Linked DNA regions of Pan troglodytes: all the other regions are linked to region 2. The links are chromatin contacts, called in public Hi-C and HiChIP or PLAC-seq maps. All regions are on one chromosome and are shown on one strand. The core of a region is the stretch at or near the end of the contact, and the rest is flanking DNA. Distances in the headings are between cores, read along the strand shown.

What was found. Hi-C and Micro-C count contacts between places; a contact is called where the count stands out from the background. HiChIP or PLAC-seq counts read pairs in DNA pulled down with a chosen protein or histone mark.
Region 1: an H3K4me3 HiChIP or PLAC-seq map of stem cell-derived excitatory neurons shows a contact between it and region 2, with 12 times the contacts expected there. The contact joins the promoter of ZSCAN16 here to the promoter of ZSCAN31 in region 2. A contact is called at or near these places in 3 of 7 Hi-C or Micro-C datasets (blood, induced pluripotent stem cells and stem cell-derived neural progenitor cells) and 1 of 1 datasets of contacts at active chromatin or transcription factors (stem cell-derived excitatory neurons).
Region 3: a Hi-C map of stem cell-derived neural progenitor cells shows a contact between it and region 2, with 2.7 times the contacts expected there. The contact joins the promoter of LOC112209458 here to the promoter of ZSCAN31 in region 2. A contact is called at or near these places in 2 of 7 Hi-C or Micro-C datasets (blood and stem cell-derived neural progenitor cells).
Region 4: a contact with region 2 is called in an H3K4me3 HiChIP or PLAC-seq map of stem cell-derived excitatory neurons, with 5 times the contacts expected there. The contact joins the promoter of ZSCAN9 here to the promoter of ZSCAN31 in region 2. A contact is called at or near these places in 1 of 7 Hi-C or Micro-C datasets (blood) and 1 of 1 datasets of contacts at active chromatin or transcription factors (stem cell-derived excitatory neurons).

What each region holds. Positions count from the first base shown.
Region 1 is chr5:34,056,392-34,059,091 of NHGRI_mPanTro3-v2.0_pri, forward strand. It overlaps ZSCAN16 (zinc finger and SCAN domain containing 16), which reads left to right and starts at 1,425. Exons shown (of 4, transcript XM_009450707.4): 1 at 1,425-1,546; 2 at 2,281-2,694. The coding sequence starts at 2,308.
Region 2 is chr5:34,300,963-34,303,662 of NHGRI_mPanTro3-v2.0_pri, forward strand. It overlaps ZSCAN31 (zinc finger and SCAN domain containing 31), which reads right to left and starts at 1,370. Exons shown (of 4, transcript XM_016955100.4): 1 at 1,286-1,370; 2 at 1,017-1,107. The coding sequence starts at 1,049. All of the region lies in intron 1 of ZKSCAN3 (zinc finger with KRAB and SCAN domains 3), which reads left to right.
Region 3 is chr5:34,146,186-34,148,885 of NHGRI_mPanTro3-v2.0_pri, forward strand. LOC112209458 (large ribosomal subunit protein eL30-like) reads left to right here and starts at 1,296. Exons shown (of 3, transcript XR_010157937.1): 1 at 1,296-2,115. TRNAS-GCU (transfer RNA serine (anticodon GCU)) reads left to right here and starts at 1,991; the gene lies at 1,991-2,072.
Region 4 is chr5:34,166,204-34,168,903 of NHGRI_mPanTro3-v2.0_pri, forward strand. ZSCAN9 (zinc finger and SCAN domain containing 9) reads left to right here and starts at 1,291. Exons shown (of 5, transcript XM_009450713.5): 1 at 1,291-1,771.

The sequences.
Region 1 (2,700 bases), core at 175-2,674, 240 kb before region 2:
ACTTGAGCCCAGGAGTTTCAGGCTGCAGTGAGCTATGATCGCACCACTCACTGCACTCCAGTCTGGGTGACAGAGTGAGACCCATCTCCTAAAACAAAGGAAAAGGAAAGAAAAGAGAAAAGAAAATAAACTGAGTAGCTTATCATTTTATCATTTTAGAGTAAAAATACCCTTGCACTCACCCAAGGCTCTCACTATCTCTCCACCCAACGATCTTTTGCTCACTCAGCTCCAGAAAAACAAGCATCCTTCCTTTGCCCAAAATACTTAAAACACACTCCACTCCAGGCTTTTGCATTTGTTATCCCTCTCCCTGAAACATCTTTATCCCTGATGGCCCATTCCCTCAGCTCCCTCAATCTTTGTTCAAATGTCAGTTTCCTAGTCAGGTCCTCCATGAATATCCTATTTAAATTGCATCACTTCATTCTCACCCCAAATTCCCTATTTCCTTTATTTTCTCCTTAGAACTGATATCCACCGTCTACACACTATGTATATTTTTTGGTTTATTGCCTGCCTCCCCACCACACACACACACACATACACACACACACACACAAGATTATAAATTCCATGAAAGGAAGAGCATTGTTTTGCTCAAAATTAGTTCCAGCTTCCACAATAGTGCCTGGCATAGTAGATAAATCAATATTTGTGTAAGAAAGGGGAAGAGGGAGTAAAAAACTAAGAGCATTTTTCACCCATCAGTTTGGCAAAGATCAAAATATTTTATAACACTGTGTTGACAAGTATAGGTAAATAAGAATACTGCTAGTAGATTCTATGGTGATTTGGCATTAACAAAAGTACAAATTTCCCTATTCTATGCTGTAGTAATTCCCTTTCTAGACATACAGACTATGGATATATCCTTACACATGAAAAATGATGTGAGTTCACAGTAAGTTATTGCAGCAATGTTTGAAAAAGAAGAATTGGAAACAACCTCATGACCACCAATGGGGTACTTATTAACAAATTATAGAACATAATACACAGTTGAATACCGTGCAGTTGTTTAAAAAAGAGCAAGATCAAGGAAACACTTATGTACAGCCTTTACCAAGACCACTTGGTAAAAAGAAAAATAAGAAAGGTACAGAAGTGCTACTGTTTGTGCAGAGGGGAAAAAGCGCGGACAATCTATAACGGTGTAATATATCTACGGAAGGATATACAAGTCACGAAAAATATTGTCAAACTAGACGCTGGGGGACATTTACTCTTTTTAATAAATGTATGTGAATGCATTACTTATCCATATTACTCAATAATTAAACCGAAAAACGTTTTAAAGAAGTATAAATAAGACTTGCTCGCAGATCCCGCAGTCCCATCAATACGAGGCGTAAAAGCCGGGTCCTCCACTGGCTAGGGCCGAGGAGGCAAGCCCTGAAGCTGCCACAGAGGCGAAGCTTCCTAGAGCGGCCCGGAAGTGCCCGGCTGAAGCGGCCGGGCGCCGATTGGTGTCTTTGAGTCTAGTCTTTGTTCGGGGCTGTCCAAAGGACGCTAGCTGTTGCACCTGTTCCTCCCTGCGCGTAAGGTGAGTGTCTCCCGGCTCCCAGGTGGAGAAAAGGGGACAAGGCGCAGCTGTGGTCAGCAGCAACACCCTCCCCACACCTCCCTGTCGCGGGCAGAGTGTAACACTCCTGTCCCTCCCTCCGTCCCCCAACAGATCTACAGGAGAGGAGTTGGCCCAACCTTCCGGGAGAGGATGGGTGGAAGGGGGACACTGGTTGCGGGTTCCTTTGCAGAGGCATCTGTCTGATCCCCTTCCAGGGTTGGCACACATATCCTATAACCAGTGAATCCTGGGGGCACAAGCTGGCCCGTGCATCTCATGGTAACAGAATGAAAAGCCTTTTAACAAAGCCGTTAATAATACTTGGCATTTATTTAGTGCTTACTAGTGCCCGCTGCCATGCCAGGGACGTTGCATACGTTCTCATGTAATCTGTATATCAACCCAGTAACACACATGAGAATTGTACCTGAGGATCTGTAGTTCTAGTCCAGATAAATAACTTCCTCTAAGTTACACAATAGAGCACAGATTCAAATCATATCCCTGCGTCACTGTTTTTTGTTTTGTTTTGTTTTGTTTCAGCTTCCTATAAGACTGTTTTCTCTGATTGACTTCTGGTGGCTTGGCTTCATTATGATGTGTTTATGTTCACAGAAATTTTTGTAATTTCTCTATGGTAACAACTTTTTATGCCTTAGGAGTGTCTCTGAGGCAGGATTCTAAGAGATTCTCTTTGACTCAATCCCATATAGAGGATAAATCTCCTGGCAAAGCCCAGAATGACCACAGCCCTGGAACCTGAGGACCAAAAAGGACTTCTGATAATTAAGGCAGAGGACCATTACTGGCGACAGGATTCCAGCTCACAAAAGTGCAGTCCTCACAGGAGGGAACTCTATAGACAACACTTCAGGAAGCTCTGCTATCAGGATGCACCTGGACCCCGTGAAGCTCTTACCCAGCTGTGGGAGCTCTGCCGTCAGTGGCTGAGGCCAGAATGCCACACCAAGGAGCAGATTTTAGACCTGCTGGTGCTAGAACAGTTCCTGAGCATTCTTCCTAAAGACCTGCAAGCATGGGTGCATGCACACCATCCAGAGACTGGAGAGGAGGCAGTGACGGTACTGGAGGATCTGGAGAGAGAGCTTGATGAACCTGGAAAGCAGGTGTGA
Region 2 (2,700 bases), core at 120-2,619:
TCCTTTGAACTGTAGAGAGTTGGACTGAGGAATAGAGGTTCAGGAAGATACGGACTTGGAATTGTTTTTCCCTTTGTAACCTCTACCAGCCTTACATTTCTTTTCTTTTCTTTTCTTTTTTTTTTTTTTTTTTTTTGAGGCAGAGTCTTGCTCTGTTGCCAGGCTGGAGTGCAGGTGCAGTGGTGCGATCTTGGCTCATTGCAACCTCCGCCTTCCGGGTTCAAGCGATTCTCCTGCCTCAGCCTCCCAAGTAGCTGAGACTATAGGCGCATGCCATCACGCCCAGCTAATTTTTGTATTTTTAGTAGAGACGGGGTTTCACCATGTTGGCCAGGATGGTCTCGATCTCTTGACCTCATGATGTGCCCACCTCAGCCTCCCAAAGTGTTGGGATTACAGGCGTGAGCCACTGCGCCCAGCCCAGCCTTACATTTTCTAGCCTCTCCATTCCACTGAGTAAAGAGGGACTTACTGACATCCGAGTCCAGTCAAATAATTTTGCAGTCACTCACTTCTAGTTTAAAATCTAGTCCCAGCTGGTTCACAGGAATCTCAGGTTTCCCTTCCCTCTTAGATCAGGCCCAGGTCTCATGGCTTCTGGGATAGGCTGTCTTTCAGAATATCTTACTTTTCCCTCCTAAAATACAGAAATCATCCATTACAAAGTGATGACTCTGACGAAACCTGATGGCTGGTGCTGTTGTTTCTAGATAATACCATACTGAGGAAGGAGTAGATTAGGAAGCAAGAAAATCACTTTGATTTGGGGCATATTGAATTGGATTTGTTTGCAAGATTTCCATATAGGACTGTCTGGAAGGCAGCTCAGGATAGGGATCAGGAGTCTACAGCCTAGAAATAGAAGTTAAAACCTTGCGAGTGATTAAAGATAGTTCTGGGGAAGACTGTGGATAGAGAAAAGAAAAGGTCAAGAACAGAACCACCAGGCCTACTCTTATTTAAAAAAAGAAAGACCAGTGAATTATACTATTAGCCAACATGTATATGGTACTTACCACTGTCATGCCAAGTGTCAGGTTCCAGTCCATACTGAGGTCCGAGGGGAGTTGTTGGATGGGTGGCAGGTAGTTGAAAGAACACTCGGGGCTGTAGGCAGGTAAAATATGATTTTATTCAGCAGCAGCTGCTGCAGCTCTCACACTGTCTGCCTCTGTCTCGGCTGCCTCCTCCGACCGCAGCCCTTCTCAGCAAACGGCTCTGTGGCTCCTGCTGCTCCCACACTTACAGCTGTACTCCTTGGCACACTTGTTAATTCCTGGCTCACCTCTGTCTGTCTGCAAGATGGCCAGTTCTCTCTTACAGGATCAGCAGTTTTTCTCTCTCTCTCTGGGCACAAGTCCTATGTACAGCGTCAGCAGGGCAGTTATACCATTTACAGACAATAGTGGCTGTAAGCCAAGTATGAGCTTACACAAACAGGTTATATAACAAGTGGAGTGGTGCGCCTGCGTTCCAAACTCGCTGAGTCACGCTGGCCTGCATATCTGCCTCGGCCTATTCTTGACCAAAGCACATCCATTTACCTTACACTCCACCCCCTTGGCCGAGGGAGACATAGGTTTTTGGGTACACAGGCCCAATATATAGGTTTGGCACACAGGCCTGACATATAAACTTTGGGCACCCAGGGCTGATACACACAGGCTTGACACATAAGTCTGACATATAGGCTCTGGGCACACAGGCCCAATGTATACATAGAGGCTTGACACATAAGCCTGGCACATAAGCTCTGGGCACTTGGGCCACAGTAATACAGGGAGCAATAATTTCAGGTTATAGTGAGCAATCACTACATGGTGATGTTACCCCAGTGTTGCTTTATATATTAATCCAGGGTTTTTGCTTCCCTACCTTTAGGGTGTTGGGGCGGGCAACAACAGGTTACTGTTTGTCCCCATACCTGGTTGGAGGAAGTCATCCTTTCTCCCATAGATCTGGCCACATGGCCTGGCCCTACATGGGTCAGTGACTAGCCACTTCTATAACTTCTAGGTAGTTAGCCACAAGGTTAAGCCTTGATAAACTGCCCAGCTATCAGTGCAGATTACCATAGGTGTCACCTTCTTGGTGATCACCATTTACATTGCCCTGAGTTCAGTTTATTAGCTACTTTGTCCATACCTGGTATCAAACCATAGGGTGTTGGTACTAGGCTGGGCTGCAACAGCAGTCCAGGTAGCAGTAGCACCCTGGCTAGACCTATCTGTGTACCATGCCCCATTGGGAATGCGGGAATGCCCTTCCTTAAAAGGTGAAGGCTCAGGATCTAGGGGTGCCTCAGGTCCCATAACCTTCTCTTGCATTAGGACTGTAGGTCCTAAGACTTCCTGTAATTGTGCTTCTAAGGGACTTGAGTTAGCATACTTTGCTGTTCCAAGTAGGCTTAAGCACCCCACTTTACAAAAGTGGATGTCTGTGCCATCCCAGTGTGTGGGTTGTTACCCATGAGCATACCCACCCTGCTATTGGGTAAGTCATGCGCGCGACGACTGTAGCCCATCCTGCCAGGCTGTCGCGAGTCTAAAGGGCAGCATATGCAGTTAGTAACTGCTTCTCTGTCGAGGAATACTGGAGCTCAGCTCCCTTCCAAAGTTGGGACCAAAAGTCTACTGGCATTCTAAAGAGCTCTGTGTGATGCCATAAGCCCCAGTCAAAACTATCTGGTCACATGCACAT
Region 3 (2,700 bases), core at 46-2,545, 150 kb before region 2:
ATGTTTAGAACCTTCTTAAAATTGAGCCTGAAGCTAAATGGCCCTCACCAACATTAAATATCTAAACTCTCTATCATCTAAAACAAACAACCGTACTATACATACTGTTCTGCAACTTGCCTTTTTTTAAAAAAACTTAGAAGTGGGAAAATAGGCTGGGCACAGTGGCTCATGCCTGTAATCCCAGCACTTTGGGAGGCCGAGGGGGGCGGATCACTTGAGGCCAGGAGTTGGAGACCAGCCTGGCCAACATGGCAAAACCCCGTCTCTACTAAAAATACAAAAATTAGCCAGGCATAGTGGCATGTGTCTGTAATCCCAGCTATTGGGGAGGCTGAGGCAGAAGCATTGCTTGAACTCGGGAGGTGGAGGTTGCAGTGAGCAGAGATCACCCCACTGCATGCAGCCTGGGCGACAGAGCGAGACTTCATTAAAAAAAAAAAAAAAAAAGTGGGAAAATATTTATAAACTACTATGTATAGAACAGCATTATTCCTATTAATAATCACATACCACTTTAATGTTTTGCTTAATCATAATTTATTTAACCAAGTATTCCACTTTGGTGGACATTGGGTGGTTTTAATGTTTAACACAGGTGTGAGAATAAAAAAGAGCCTCTCCCAACAAAGCTGAGAACAGAGATAGGACATTTCACAGGGAGGAAAAAAAGCACCAACATTCTTCTGGTAGAAAAGAAAAATTTCCCCTCCAAAATTCTGCACCAAATATCAAAAAGCACACAAACTCTAACGAGTGTAAGAATCTTCCTTCCTTCCTTCCAGTTTTTTTTTTGTTTTGTTTTTTGTTTTGTTTGTTTGTTTGTTTGTTTGTTTTTTTGACAGGGTCTCATTCTGTGGCCCAGGCTGGAGTGCAATGGCGGCAATCAGGGCTCACTGTAGCCTTGACGCCCCCAGGGCTCCAGCGATCCTCCGCCTTAACCTCCTGAGTAGCTGGGACCACAGGTGCGGGCCACCACTTCCGGCTGATTTTTGCAATTTTTGTAGAGATAGGGTTTCTCCATGTTGCCCAGGCTGGTCTCGAAATTCTGAGCTCAAACAATCCACCCGTCTTGGCCTCCCAAAGTGCTGGAATTACAAGCGTGAGCCACCGCACACAGCCTCAGGCTTCTTTTCTTGCTGATCATTTTATAATTGAGGTTGTCAGAGCTGGAAGGAACGTTAGGGGTTACTGTTCTGCTTCTCAAGTTGGGTTGGATTTAGTGAGTGGGCTTAGTTAAGAGCCACAATTAGGACCAGGCATCCTGACTCCCGCACCAGGGGGTTACCCACCCCACAGGCCCTTCCCAGTGTCGGTAGCAACTGGACTGAGCCAATCTTCTGCTAAACACAAAAAGACTTTCTTTCTTTCACTGTCCTAACCAAAGCAAGAGGAGTGCCATCGGGGTGCCTGCGCGCCTCTAATTTTTGTAAAAAAAACATGTTCTCACCTGTTGCTGATTTATCATAGACTGATCAACACCAACTCCTAGAGAAAGTAACAAAAGAGAAAGGAGGGCATCTCCTGGCCCTCGGGCATATTACAGAAGCAAATGAAAAGGAATTACAGTCAGGTTTCTGGTACGTCACAGAAAACAGGAATCTAAGGACAAAGTTTAGATCGGGAAGCAAATCAACCCTTTGAATGCAGAATAAAGTGGCAGAAGGACCCGGGGAAGGTCCCAGCGTGTCTCGAGGGGCATACAGGGCGGCCAGCTGGAGCCGGGTCAACAAAAAAGCAGGTGATTTTTGTCTACCAATGAATGCCAGCACTGGTTCAACCTATTATTAGATATTTGCCAAGTAACTTCACTACTCTAAGTGACAGTCGTCATTTTTATGGTGGTTGTGAAATGCGTCTTAATTAAGACACCTGACTCAGACTGTGGTTATGGGGATTAAACCAGGAAAAAACGATTAGATCATGTTTCTACAAGACTCACTGGGAGCACTACACAGACGAAGAAATTCAGTTTGTTGATTCTTCGTGTGACGAGGTGGCCGAGTGGTTAAGGCGATGGACTGCTAATCCGTTGTGCTCTGCACACATGGGTTCGAATCCCATCCTCGTCGGCTGCATGGCAAGCCTTTTGTTCCAGGAATCACAAATGATATGGTAAGCACTTTATTTGGCAAATTCATTCCGTATTCACCAGCCATTTCAATAATTCCCTCTGATCTTTCCTGTTCTCTGCTTCTTTAGTAACACTTGTCTTGGCTGTGAATGTAATTTGTTAGTTGATTTATTTGATTCAGGCTTCATTCTCATGCAAATTTTCATTCCTTCACAAGTTTTGCTTAGCGGGATTCCCCATTGAGGAAACAATTGAAGATTTAATTGAGGGCTATAGAAAAACATTGCCTGAAAAATTTAAAGGTACTTATAAAATCATAAAGAGTTACATATGCAACATTATGGGTATTGAACCGTATGGGTTACTTAAGGCATTTTCAGCCTAATTGTATATCTCTACTGCAATTTTCATTTATTATCTTAATGCTAACTTTTAAAGCAGTCACTATTGCCTAAGGATTCCATCTTTGAAAAAGGAAGGAGAGTGAGAGTGTCTCTTAGAGATATAACAAAACTTACAAATACATTCCATAGAACATTTCTAGTTAGTACTAAAGCATTTCCTCCTGAGAAAGGAAAGAAGAATGTCAGTATTATGTAGTTTCCATTTGTAACTTCCATCTTGGC
Region 4 (2,700 bases), core at 41-2,540, 130 kb before region 2:
ACTTAGCAAGCACATATAAACCAGTGAGAGACCCTAACCAACTGCCAGTGAGACATTTAAGAAGTTTCATACAAATATTAAATTGCATTTACTTGTCACAGATGGTCATACAAAATGGAAAATAATAACATATTTAAACAGTCTATTCAAGTCCAAGAGAAATTGAGCATTTACTCTCATTTCATAGTTTGTTAGGAAAGTTTGTAATGAGGGATTTGCAAGTGAACATGGTATGGTAGAAAAAGTGATGAGGATTTTTGAGCAAATTTTCTGCATGTTACTGCTCTTATTGATTATATACTTACTGGATATTTGAAAGAAAAAGAAGTAAAGCATAAAGCTTGGGTTTATTTAATGCCCTCAGAAGGCTAGGTTGAGGAAAATAATAAAGAAATTTTCCGAGCTACTACCGTTTTGGAGTTAAAACAGATCATGGAGCCTCCATTAACACACAAGATACTTTCTTACTGCTTTAATAAAATAAATGATAAGATTCTGTTAAAACAAACAGAATATAGTTTAATCTACGTGACACCATCATTCTGGTTGGCATAGTAAAACTGATGAATGACTAACAGTACCTACAATTATGCTCTTTTGTACCAATAAAATTTATTTAAGGCTGGGCATGGTGGCTCATGCCTGTACCAGCACTTTGCCAGGCGGAGGTGGGAGGATCACTTGAGGTCAGGAGTTAGAGACCAGCCTGGCCAACAAAGCAAGACCCTGGTCTCTACCCCCACCAAAAAAAAAAAAATGCTGGGCATGGTGGTATGTGACTGTAGTCCCAGCTACTCAGGAGGCTGAGGCAGGATTGCTTGAGCCAGGAGTTGCAGTCTGCAGTGAGCTATGATGGTGCCACTGCACTCCAGCCTGGGTGACAAATTTATTTAATTGGTTTTGGTTTGATTTTGTATTATTATCACTAAAACTCCAGAAAACTTTTACAGCAAAAAAACCAAAAAACAAACAAAAACAAGAAAGAAAGAAAAGGAAAGGAGGATGGGAGAAAGGCAGGAAGGGAGGGAGGAAGGTAGGAAAAGAGGAAGGGAGGGAGGAAAGAAGGCAAGCACGCAGGCAGATGCCTAAATAAAGAATACATAGGGGCCTGGACAAATAAATTGCTTTATGGACTGTTATGCACCCATAGAATAAGTTAGACTTACATGATGAGTAAAGCTGTTTAGGATACATGAAGTGAAAACGTTAAAATAAGCGGGGGAGAAAAGGCTAAATATAAAATAATGCCATTGTGTGTGTGAGAGAGGATCACAATGATATACAAATTCCAGGCTAACGGTGACAGTGGCTGCCTCGGGGAGTGGGACTAAGGAGGGGTAGGTGGGGTTTGACATTTTACTTTATTAATTTTGGTATTGTCTGAGGGTTTTTAAACCATAAATAATGTATTAATTTTAAAAATGCTTTTAAAAATCAGCATTTTCAATAGTTAACGGTCTATGCTTCAACAACGTTTTCCGTTTAAAACCTGTGTGCGGCCCACACACGTATGACATTCTGGTTATGTGATTCACTGCTGAAAAAGAACTGGACGCCAGGAAATTGGGGGTTGAGTCCGAAGCAAGGTGAACGCCGGACATCGAGACATGGAATCCTAGACCGGCCCGGAAGTGCCTCTGCTCCGTCCGCCTTCGAGGAGAGGTCGGCATCTTTCTTCCCTGCCCGGCCATTGTTCGTGCCGCGCTTCTAGCAACGCCGGGCCGGTAACCCCCTCTCCCTCCTTGCGCGTTCCGGGTCTCGTGAGTTGGCTGTGAGGACCGGGAATGGAGGCGGGTCAGGGAGGGTGGGGCTGGAAAAGGGGTGTGGAAAGTGAACCTCAGCCGCTGGGAAGTGGGAGCCGGAGGAGGGGGCGGCGGTCAGTGCCGGGCGGCTTCGGGCGTCCCCTAGACCAGAGTGGTCATCCCCAGCTGTGGGGACATTGTACAAGAAAGGGTTGTAGGAGGACTGCGAGGCTGAAGGGTCACCTCGGTGAATAACGACAACAGGCTTAGGACTCAGGGAAAGAAACACCCGGGAGAGGAAGTTAAGGACAATTAAGACTTTGGCAGCCTTCACGATGGAGAACCTGTATATCCTCTTACCTCTAGATTCTGAAAGCAAATTAAGGGGCGTTGAATGGACTGGTTTTCAAGCGCAGAATGCAGCAGTTCCCGATTCCCTTTTCCTTAGTTCATTGATTCTCAAACCTTATAATACATACAAATCACTGAGGAGCCCGTTAAAGGGCATATTCTGGGTCTCCCTGTACTTCTCTCCACCTCCCAATTCAGATTCCCCAGATGTCTGCCATAGGGCCTTTCAAGCTGGAATTCAGCTGCTGCGCTGTGCTTCCTGACATTTTGGAGACACACATTTTGGGAACACCCCCATGGGTTTCAGGGGCTTCCTGCGTCTGTGGAGAAAACTTGGGCTTCTTTGGCTTCTTAGGATTGTCCTCAAAAAGAAGTTGACCTTGGGCAATCTACTTAACTTTCCCTGGCTTCCATTTCTTATCTAGTGAAATAATTATTATAATAAAACCTCAGTGGGTAATTGTGAGGATGAAATATAGTCTTGTATCTGAAAGCATATTGTAGACTTGTGCAGTGTTGACTGTTATTCTTCAGTAGCAGCAGGGCGGTGTGGAAAGCTCCAGGACTTGGAATCCACCTAAGCCTTTCTTTCTGTAAATTTAGTGAA